2 separate regions of the Mus musculus genome follow, and region 1 is linked to region 2. A link is a contact called in public HiChIP or PLAC-seq data. All regions are on one chromosome and are shown on one strand. The core of a region is the stretch at or near the end of the contact, and the rest is flanking DNA. Distances in the headings are between cores, read along the strand shown.

The links. HiChIP or PLAC-seq counts read pairs in DNA pulled down with a chosen protein or histone mark.
Region 1: an H3K27ac HiChIP or PLAC-seq map of acute myeloid leukemia shows a contact between it and region 2, with 2.4 times the contacts expected there. The contact joins two enhancer-like sites. A contact is called at or near these places in 1 of 39 promoter capture datasets (second pharyngeal arch cranial neural crest), 5 of 15 datasets of contacts at CTCF or cohesin (CD8 T cells, the G1E-ER4 cell line, the NIH/3T3 cell line and 2 more), 63 of 484 Hi-C or Micro-C datasets (B cells, the C2C12 cell line, CD4 T cells and 36 more), 14 of 115 datasets of contacts at active chromatin or transcription factors (the 230-238 cell line, the HPC-7 cell line, acute myeloid leukemia and 9 more) and 2 of 9 other capture datasets (embryonic stem cells and embryonic tail).

What each region holds. Positions count from the first base shown.
Region 1 is chr2:163,714,800-163,719,571 of GRCm38.p6, reverse strand. All of the region lies in intron 2 of Pkig (protein kinase inhibitor, gamma), which reads right to left. Among named protein-coding and RNA genes, the nearest start is that of Gm16316, 25 kb to the right of the region's middle. Within about 2 kb of position 2,946, at least 75 of the 459 cell types and tissues checked have an H3K27ac peak or open chromatin away from gene starts, as enhancers often do. A contact at or near this core is called in acute myeloid leukemia and bone marrow-derived macrophages, where this site is marked.
Region 2 is chr2:163,578,971-163,583,551 of GRCm38.p6, reverse strand. No RefSeq gene overlaps it. Among named protein-coding and RNA genes, the nearest start is that of Ttpal, 21 kb to the left of the region's middle. Within about 2 kb of position 3,056, at least 50 of the 459 cell types and tissues checked have an H3K27ac peak or open chromatin away from gene starts, as enhancers often do. A contact at or near this core is called in acute myeloid leukemia and bone marrow-derived macrophages, where this site is marked.

The DNA of each region.
Region 1 (4,772 bases), core at 1,697-4,196, 140 kb before region 2:
AAATGAGGCAGAAGCAAAATTCTGTGTAAGGAAGTGCCCTCTGCACCCAGCAGATGGCGCTCCCTGCCTGTCTTTCTTAGTGTGTGGGGAGACCAGAGCGAACTCCTGGAGGTGGTTCCTTCTGCTGCTCACACTGCCTCCCCTTCCTCTGGGGAAACTGTTCAAAGCCTCGGCAGAGCCTGTTGCAATGGTGATGACACTCTACAATGATGAGACTGCAGCACAAAGAGTGGTGAGGACAGTCACCAGGCACTTGCTCACGTCCATCACTCTCAATGGCCCCACCCCGTAGATAAGCACTGTGTGTGTGTAACTTTATAACTTGACTTGGAAAGGTCTCAGGCCAGTCCATGTGCTTCCTAGGCTCAGATGTTTCCCCAGGTGACACCAGCTGCCCATGGGGTGGGTCAAACCCTGGGTAGCCCACACCATCTGCTGTAGCCTCTTTGCTCAGCTCTTTTCCATCGAGAACGTCAGTTCCATGAAAAGAGATTTGTGTCTGGATTGTCACTGCACCAGACTGAGAGGCCTGATCTTGGCAGCTGAGCCAAACCCACTCTGCTGCTTCCTTCCAAGATGCTGGGCTCGGCACCTGCTACAGAGGAGTGCGCTATAAATACACCTGGATCACACAGCTTTTCACCCGCCCACCTGCCCACCCACCCATCCTCTCCTCCATTCCCTATCTGTGGGATGACAGAGTGACCCCAGGGACTGCAGGGAAGGCTCTGACTGCCGGAGTGCTCCACCGTTGTTGCTCTCTCCAGGATCTGACACCAGAAGATGAATTACCTGCTAAGCCACCTGCTGGCCTCTCACTAGGACAGACTCCCTAGGGCTTTAAACTTGCTCTTGCTATGTCTGACCTTTGAGCCACCCTGGCAGAAAGCTGATGCTGTTGGCACTGCCAAGTCCCAAACCCAATCCTGGAAAGCACCCATCTTCATTCATCCTTAGGGACCATGGCTCCAAACACAGCTCTGGGGAGTTTCCAGCTCAACACACAAACACTCAAATTTACTGTCTTCCATGACTGTATTCTTCACACTATGGTAGCCTAGGCCTAGAATTACAGCTACTTGATGCCAAGGGAGGATGACCTTGGGTCCGGCTAGCCTGAGGTACATAGCAAGATGCCATCCCAACAGACAGACAGACAAGCATGAGAAAATGTTCATTTATGCTGGAAGTGAAATAAAATCATATAGTCATATATGAGTAACTTTTTTGTTTGTTTGTTTGTTTGTTTGTTTGTTTTTCAAAACTTCTTCTCTGTGTAGCCCTGGCTGTCCTGGAACTCACTCTGTAGACCAGGCTGGCCTCAAACTTAGAGATCCACCTGCCTCTGCCTCCCAGGTGCTGGGATTAAAGGTATGAGCTACTACAGTCTGGCTTTCCTCAAACTCAGGATCCTCCTGCCTCCACATCCTCCAACAAATCCTACCAGTGTGCACCAGGCCACCAGAGCCAGCAAGATTGATTTTTAAGTGTGTATATATATATACATATATATATATAATATTACTCTACATTTTTGAGACTGGGTCTCATGCAACCCAAGCTGGCTTTGAACTCAAAACATAAACAAGGCTGGCCTTAAACTCCTGATCTTCCAGCCTCTATTTCCCAACTGCTGAGATAATATGTACCATACCTGACTTACCTTTTCAATCTTCTTTTGGGAAATGGCTTTGTTTTTATTATTATTATTATTATTAGTGCTGGAGATGTGACCCAAGGCCTTCTGCATGCTAGGCAACTGTTCTATCATTCAACTACACTCTAGCCCATAAGTTATCAATTATGTGTGGATGAGAAATAAAACTCAAAAGGTACAAATGGAAAGATGCAAGGCCTGGGTGTCTCCACCTACTCCAGACACTCTCCCTCAGCACACTATATCTTGGGTCCTTCCAGAAATGTCTGTGTGATACACAAAACCCCTCCCTTCTTTCTTATGTCTTTTGTAAAGAAATTTCTCGTTTGTCCATTTCTTCATCTATTACTGTGTGTCCATGGCATGTGTGTGGAGCACGATGCTTCTATGGAGATCAGAGGACCTCTTTGGGGAACCTTTCTGTGCACTCTAGGGTCTGAACTCAGGTTGTCAGGCCTGCGACGCAAGAGCCTTTCCCCCACTAAACCATTTTGCTGGGCATCTCTCCTTTTCTTTTTGAGAAAGGGTCTCACACTGTGGACCAGGGCTGGGCTGGAACTCACTATATACCCTAGGTGGGCCTCCAACTCACAGCAATCCTCCTGCCTCAGCTTTGCAGATGCTCAGATTATAGGCATGCACTATCATGACTGGCCAAAACTTTTTCTTTTTCATCTTGCTTTTCTTCATCCAAGCATATGTCTTAAAAACAAATCCAAATTACCCTGAAACTCTGTGCAACGATTATATCAAAACACTACAAACATATCCAAAGTCCACCCAGCCTTCAGCTGCCGTTAGCAGCTGCAGGATCCTCTGCGGGCAGGCACAGCTGCAGACTGATTTAATTACCCTCCCCAAAGACCTGGAGTTTCTTCCCTTAAAAGCAGAGCGGCCACATCAAAGGCTCTGTGCTCTCAGTCCAGAGGCTCTTTTATCTTCCCTCCCATTTCAAGCCACCTTGTGCTGCTAAATCAAGACTTGAGTGGACCACGCTCAGCCGCACAAGACAGACCTTATTATACAGATTCAAGAGTTTAAAGACCACTTTCATTCTTCTGTAGTCTCCTTCACCGAGAGTGAACACCATTGCTCTTGTCTTTGTACCCTCAAGGCTGTTCCAGTGCCTGCACGCAGTGGGTACTTCATACTTACTGAATTAAAACTAACTATTAATAGCCTAAGTCCTCCTCCTGAGTGGCCAGGCTGGATCACTGACAGCACACTGTGCACACAAGTCCTCTAGCCTCCACTTGAGAAATGAGGAAATTGAAGCTGGGGAGTGGAGTGACTTCTCAGCTCATCCCCGTTCCTCTCAGCTGGCCGGCACCCACGCTGTCCTTCACACTCTCCACCTCTCTGTCCCATGGCCTGCCCATCCACTCGCTCAGCATCGACTCTCTCGTGCAGAGGTGAGACACCTGGGTGACACCATTAGGAACAGCAGCAGCATCTTCCTTCCTGGGCAAGGAGCAACCTCAATTGTTGCCTGAGAGAAAACTCTATGGCCCTCAGCTCTGGCCTCCCCTTAGTTTCCTCTCTCACAGGACTCACTTGGGTGCATAGGCCTAAGCACCCTGGTCTCCTAAACCTGCCCTTTTCCCACACAAGCTGGCCTAACTCTACCTCTGGCTCCCCCTCAGGTCCTCCTCTGTTGGCAAGAGGGACACTCAGGAAAGTAGTCAGGCTTGTGGCGGCACCTGACTCAGAACCGTTCAATGAGAGAGTAAAGCAAAGCTGAGTGTGACTGTGCGTGCCTGCAATCCTAGCACTCAGGAGATGGAGGCAGGAGGATCAAAAGTGTAAGGGCATTCTTGACTATACAGTAAATTCAAAGCCAACCCGGGCCACAGGAGACCCATAAAGTGCGACACGCACACTGATCTGCTCATATCAACTGACACAAGAATGTTCTTGATAAACCGTCACCAACATGGGGGTCTGTGTTGCTCGGCCCTGGCCCACTGCACATCTCCAGCAGAGAAGCAGTTTGGATGCACTCAGGAAATGACAGGGCCTGGTCCATAGCAGGTGCTCAACAATTAACAAAAAGTTATGGAGAGTTAAACTGAGAGGCTCTCCAGAGAGAGAGTCCATCTAGAAAAGACTGTTGTTACTTGGAAAAACTAAAGCTCAAAGATTGCTAGAGGGTCACCTTCAATTCCAGGAGGCAGAGGTAGGTGGATTTCTGTGAGTCGGAGGCCAGCCTGGCCTACACAGAGTTCCAGACCAGCCAGGGTGACATAGTAAGACCTGATCATAAGTAGTAACATCACCACCACCACTACCACCACCCAAGGTTCTAGACTCCACAGGCCCTATTGCCTAGTGCAGAACTCACTGCTATCACCAGTCCCTGGTGACATCACCAGTTCAGGGACTGCAGGTGTGCTGTAGGGCAACTCATCTAATGCCTCTGTCAAGCCAGCCTCCCCTCTTACCGCCTGGGACACACTGGCCATCACCCTTTGCCCCTGCACTTGGGAATAACCAAAGCACCCTGAAGTTCATGGGCTGAAGTGAAGATGAGGTGAGCATATGGGCTCAGAAGGGCTGGAAAGTTCCATGAGACATGAGAAGCACCAATTAATAAACCATTACTGTGCCCCACTGTGGCTGAGCTATCAGTAAACCTTCCCTTCTGACATTTCACTTGGCTCCTTTGTTTACTCTCTCTCTCTCTCTCTCTCTCTCTCTCTCTCTCTCTCTCTCTCTTTCGTTTTGTTTTTTGAGACAGGGTTTCTCTGTGTAGCCCTGGCTGTCCTGGAACTCACTCTGTAGACCAGGCTGGCCTCAAACTCAGAAATCCACCTGCCTCTGCCTCCCAAGTGCTGGGATTAAAGGCATGTGTGACCACTGCCTGGCTACTCTCTGTTTAATGGTGCTGCAGAGAGCCAAAACCCTACCCCTCCTCCTGTGCTTTCGCTGCTAGGTGAACAGGAATCCCACCAGTTGGCATCCTGGCCAGCATGGGCACTATTTACCTGTGAGACCTAGCTCAGAGGCTGCTGAACTGCTCTAGACTCTAGGGTAGAGGGAACAAGGGATGGACCCTGTGCCACAATAGCGCTAAAAGTCTGACCCTACCCTCACGGTCCTCAGACTCCCAGAACCC
Region 2 (4,581 bases), core at 1,807-4,306:
ATGATCTTCCTGCCTTGAGCTTTCAAGTTGTGACATTATAGGAATAAACAAGCCAGCCCAGCTGCGCTTGGGCTTTGTCCCAAGCCTGATAGGAGGCCCTGGAGGGATTCAGTGGGGGGAAGTGGGGTGTAATGGGACAGCCAGCTGAGCCCACTCTGGTTTAGGCCTCCTCAGCTGTGGCCCTGAGTACAACTTTCCCAGAACTGTGCCATCTTGGCAAGACCCCCTCCCCCCCAGGCAGAGACTTGGACCACACACACACACACACGTGCACACGCACACACGCACACGCACACACACACATACACGCACACGTCTGTTTCTTCCTACTCAATTTTGAAGCTTCTTGTCCTACTTGCTCATCTCAATCCAAGAACTGAGGGAATAGGATGTAGATTCTAGAGCTCTTCCTGACACTGTGGCCTCAGGAGAGTCCCACAACCTCTCAGAGTCTTACTTGCCTCAACTGGCAGACAGTAAGGGATAATTCAGTCCCATTGACTGATCAAAGAACACGTTGGTCACAAAAGGTGCAACCTCTCTAGGCACACACACTAAGCCAGCATCCTGAGGAGGCCATGAAGGCCATGTGTGACAGGGTAGTTGGGGCCAGGCTTAGCTAGACTGGTAAGGGCAGTGAGACACAGGGTGGTTGGTCTACCAGGAATCCTTCTCTACGGGAGTCCTGAACAACAGGGCAGCTCACCTTTTCTCAGAGTGCCTTGGACAGCAGAGTCGGTAATAGTCCATCTGGGACAAGACTGAGGGAAGAATGACCTAGTGGCTACTGTGCACTGACTCAGGCCTGGGCACTGAGAGAGCACAGGGGTTACTGAGAGGTTGGCTCTGTCAGTCATCTGGCCTTTGCCTTTGGGTAAGGCAGAAGCGGTTGAGATGAGGTGCTTTGGTTGTAAGAGGGACCAGCATTTTGCTTACTACTTAGAAAGAAAACTCTGCCAATCAAATGGTGACATGGTACTTGCTTGTCACTTAGAATTTTTATTTATTTATTTATTTAATTTTTGGTTTTTCGAGACAGGGTTTCTCTGTGTAGCCCCGGCTGTCCTGGAACTCACTCTGTAGACCAGGCTGGCCTCAAACTCAGAAATCTGCCTGCCCCTGCCTCCCAAGTGTTGGAATTAAAGGCGTGCGCCACCACTGCTCGGCTGAATTTTACGTTTGTTAAGAGAACTTCTGGAGCCCGGTGTAACCTAAGGCCGCATGGATCTGAGACAGGAGGATTTTCAGTTTGAGTCTGGATGGGGCTACATAGCCAGACCTAACCTTTCTAACTCTGGAAAGACCTCTTTTTAATTTTATTATACTGATTTATTAGGAGGGAGAGCCATCGCACAAGGCTGGAGGCCAGAAGATAACCTGCAAGAGTTGGTTCTCTCCCCTGACCATTGCAGGTCTCTGGAATTGGACTCACGCTGTTGTGCCTGGTGGCAGGAAAACCTTTCCTCGGTCAGCCATTGTGCCGCGTGGTTTTATGTGACCTTGATACAGTGTAGAGTGATCTGAGAGGAAGGAACCTCAACTGAGAAAACGCACCCCCCCCCAAGATCAGGCTGTTGACAAGCCTGTAGGGCATTTTCTTAATTAGTGATTGATAGAGGAGAGCCCAGACCATTTTTGGTGGTCCTGGGTTCTATAAGAAAGCAGGCTGAGCAAGCCACAAGAAGCAAGCCAGTAAGCAGCGCCCCTCCACGCCAGCTCCTGCCTCCAGGTCCCTGCCCTGTGTGAGTTCCTCCCTTGGCTTCCCTCAATAGACTGTGAGTTGGGAGATGTAAGCCAAATAAACCCTTTCCTCCCCACGTTGGTTTTGGTTATAATGTTTCATCACAGCAGTAGTAACCCTGACTGACCCAAGACAGCCATCTTATAGGCCACCCCACCCCACTCCCGAATTCTTAAAGATGAGATTTTTAAATCTTTGGGTTGCAGTTGCTGTATATTTGTATTTTGTAATTTTTTTTTTTTGGTCTGGGTGGTACTGAGGCCTCGCACATGCTGAACCCACACGTGACAACACTCCCAGACATTTTTATAGGTCTCTCTGTTGCCTCTGACTCCTTCTTTCCCTTTCTTTTCTTCTTTTTAAATTTTCTTCTCTATGTTTTTTTCCTCTTTTTGACATAAAGTCTTACTATGAAGCAAGCCTAGGCTGGCTCAGACTCACTATGTAGCCCAGGATAGCCTCTTAAGTGCTAAGAGTATAGGCTCGAGCAACCGTACCAGGCTCCTAGTGATCCATATATCTCTCTTGTTTATCCAGAAAAATAAAAACGCTGGGCCAGGTGTGTAGCCCATTAGTGGGTGCGTGTGTACCTAGCTTAGGTCCCCATTTCCATCCCAAGCATCACATGAGCCAGACATTGTGGGGCACACCTATAATCCTAGCACTTGGGAGGCAGAGGAAGAGAGATACAAGGCCATTCTCAGCTACACAGAGAGTTGGAGGCTAGCCTGGGCTGCATGGGGGGAAATGCAAAAGAGAGGAAAATACAAGAAGAACCTATTTAATAAAGAGTTCCCCAGACCCTGCAGCCACCATCCAGGTCCATCTGGGTCCCTTTGCCTTCTAGAGTCGTCATTCCCCATAATCCTCGCTTGCCAATGTGCACACTGGTTGGCATCTCTGTCAGGCGGCCTTTCTAGAGGGATTGCTCTGGGCCATCTCTTGATGCTTTACCGCTGCTTCTGCAGCTGCAGGGGCACATGTGTTCTTATCAATGGAAGGTTTCCAGAAATTGCTATGGTTCATGGCCCTTTGTCAAATGCCCTAATGTCACTGGAGATAAAACAGAAAAAGGTACAGCTATTCAGTATGAGCACAGGGGAAAAAATGATCAGAGCCAGCCAGTCACAGCCGTCATCTGATTTAGCCAACAGCCACAGTGGAGTTCATGATTCTAATTTCAATGACATCATAACATGGAAAGAGGCACAGCGAACTTTAAAAAAAAACATAAGTGCCAGCCAGGGGCAGCGTGGGCTAAATCTGTGACGGACTCTAGTTCACAGGCCCCAGAAGAGCTCGGCTCAGTGGCAGCCACTCCCTTGGCATTGCTCAACTCTCCCCTGACTCCTTGCAACCCAGGGCATCGCCCTCCTAGCAGGGCCAGCTTGGGTTTATGGCAACAATCGCTGCTCCTGCCAGACATGATCTCAAAGCCATAAAGAGTTTTACAGTTTCACTCTTCCCAAGATAAGGCTGAGGAGCCCTTCCCAAGGCCGGGCACAATCTCAGAGCTTAGGAGGAAGGGCTGGGCGTTGGGGACTGTACAAGTTTTATGGCTCCCACTTCTCTAAAAATACCACGTTCTCATAGCCTCAGCCTGAGTGTGCTGGTGAGGCCTCAGTGCCTGGAGTACAGTGACAATCACTCATTCCAGAATTCACTCACTCACTCACTCACTCACTCATTCACTCATTCATTCATTCACTCATTCACTCATTCATTCACTTACTCATTTGGAATGGTATATGAAACATAACAGCTTGTGGCTTTTTTTTTTTTTTTTAAACTGTGCCACATAGTACTGGCTATAGATTCAGGCAAAGTTGCTTCCCTTCCTCTGCATAATAAAAACTCATTTAACCTCCCAACAGCCTAATTGAGATCCACGTAGACTTGGGTGGTGTGTGTGTGTGTGTGTGTGTGTGTGTGTGTATACATAGCATACACTGTACAGCAGGAAAAAGCTTGAAGCTTTTTCTTTAACCATTGACTTCTACCCTGTCTGCTTTTGTTGGATTCTTTTCCCAGCCATCATGTAGTCTGGCCCAAGACAAGCCCTCGCCTTTCACCTCCTTGCTATCTACACCCATTTAAATGAGATCAAGCCACAGTTGAACGCCCCTGCCTCAGTCATCAAAATGGACCCTGCTAACTCTTATGTTTCTAAAAGTCTTGGTAAATGCTTAAAGTCTTGTGCTCACATCCAGTCAAGATGTCAAAGCATCCAAACTGGGTCCCCTGGGCACCTCCATTCCCAGCCTCTGGCTGCTTCATCTGCCCTTGTGGTATTGCCTTTCTTGAACATCTGGTAATTTGTTCTCTCTCCCTCTCCCTCTCCCTCTCCCTCTCCCTCTCCCTCTCCCTCTCCCTCTCCCTCTTCTTCTCTTTCACCTCCCCTCCCCCTCACTTTCCCTCTTTCTCTCTGGTAAGACTTCTTTCACTGTCCAGCCCCAGAATCTTGATTCACCTCCCACAGTTTCCTGAGTCCTTCCACAACAGGCAAATACCACCCTGCTCAACTTGATGTGGATTTCCCATCTCCAGCTCCAACATCCCCCTAGACTCAAGACTCAGATATTCAGTGTTTCTGTAGGCGGTTCATTGACATCTCAGGTAATACAGGCAAAGGTCAACTCAAATGGGTGGCTCCTCCGCTCTTCCTCCTACCATCCCTAGGAGCTGCCACCACCTGCTGTGATGGTTTCTCTTCCTTCCTCCACAACAACAGGTTCTTGATCAGTCTCCTCAAATATCCCAAAATGATCTTCTCTCATTTCTTCTCTGTTGGAGGTCCCCAACGCAGTCAAGTAACATCCATTAGCTACCTCTGCGACCTT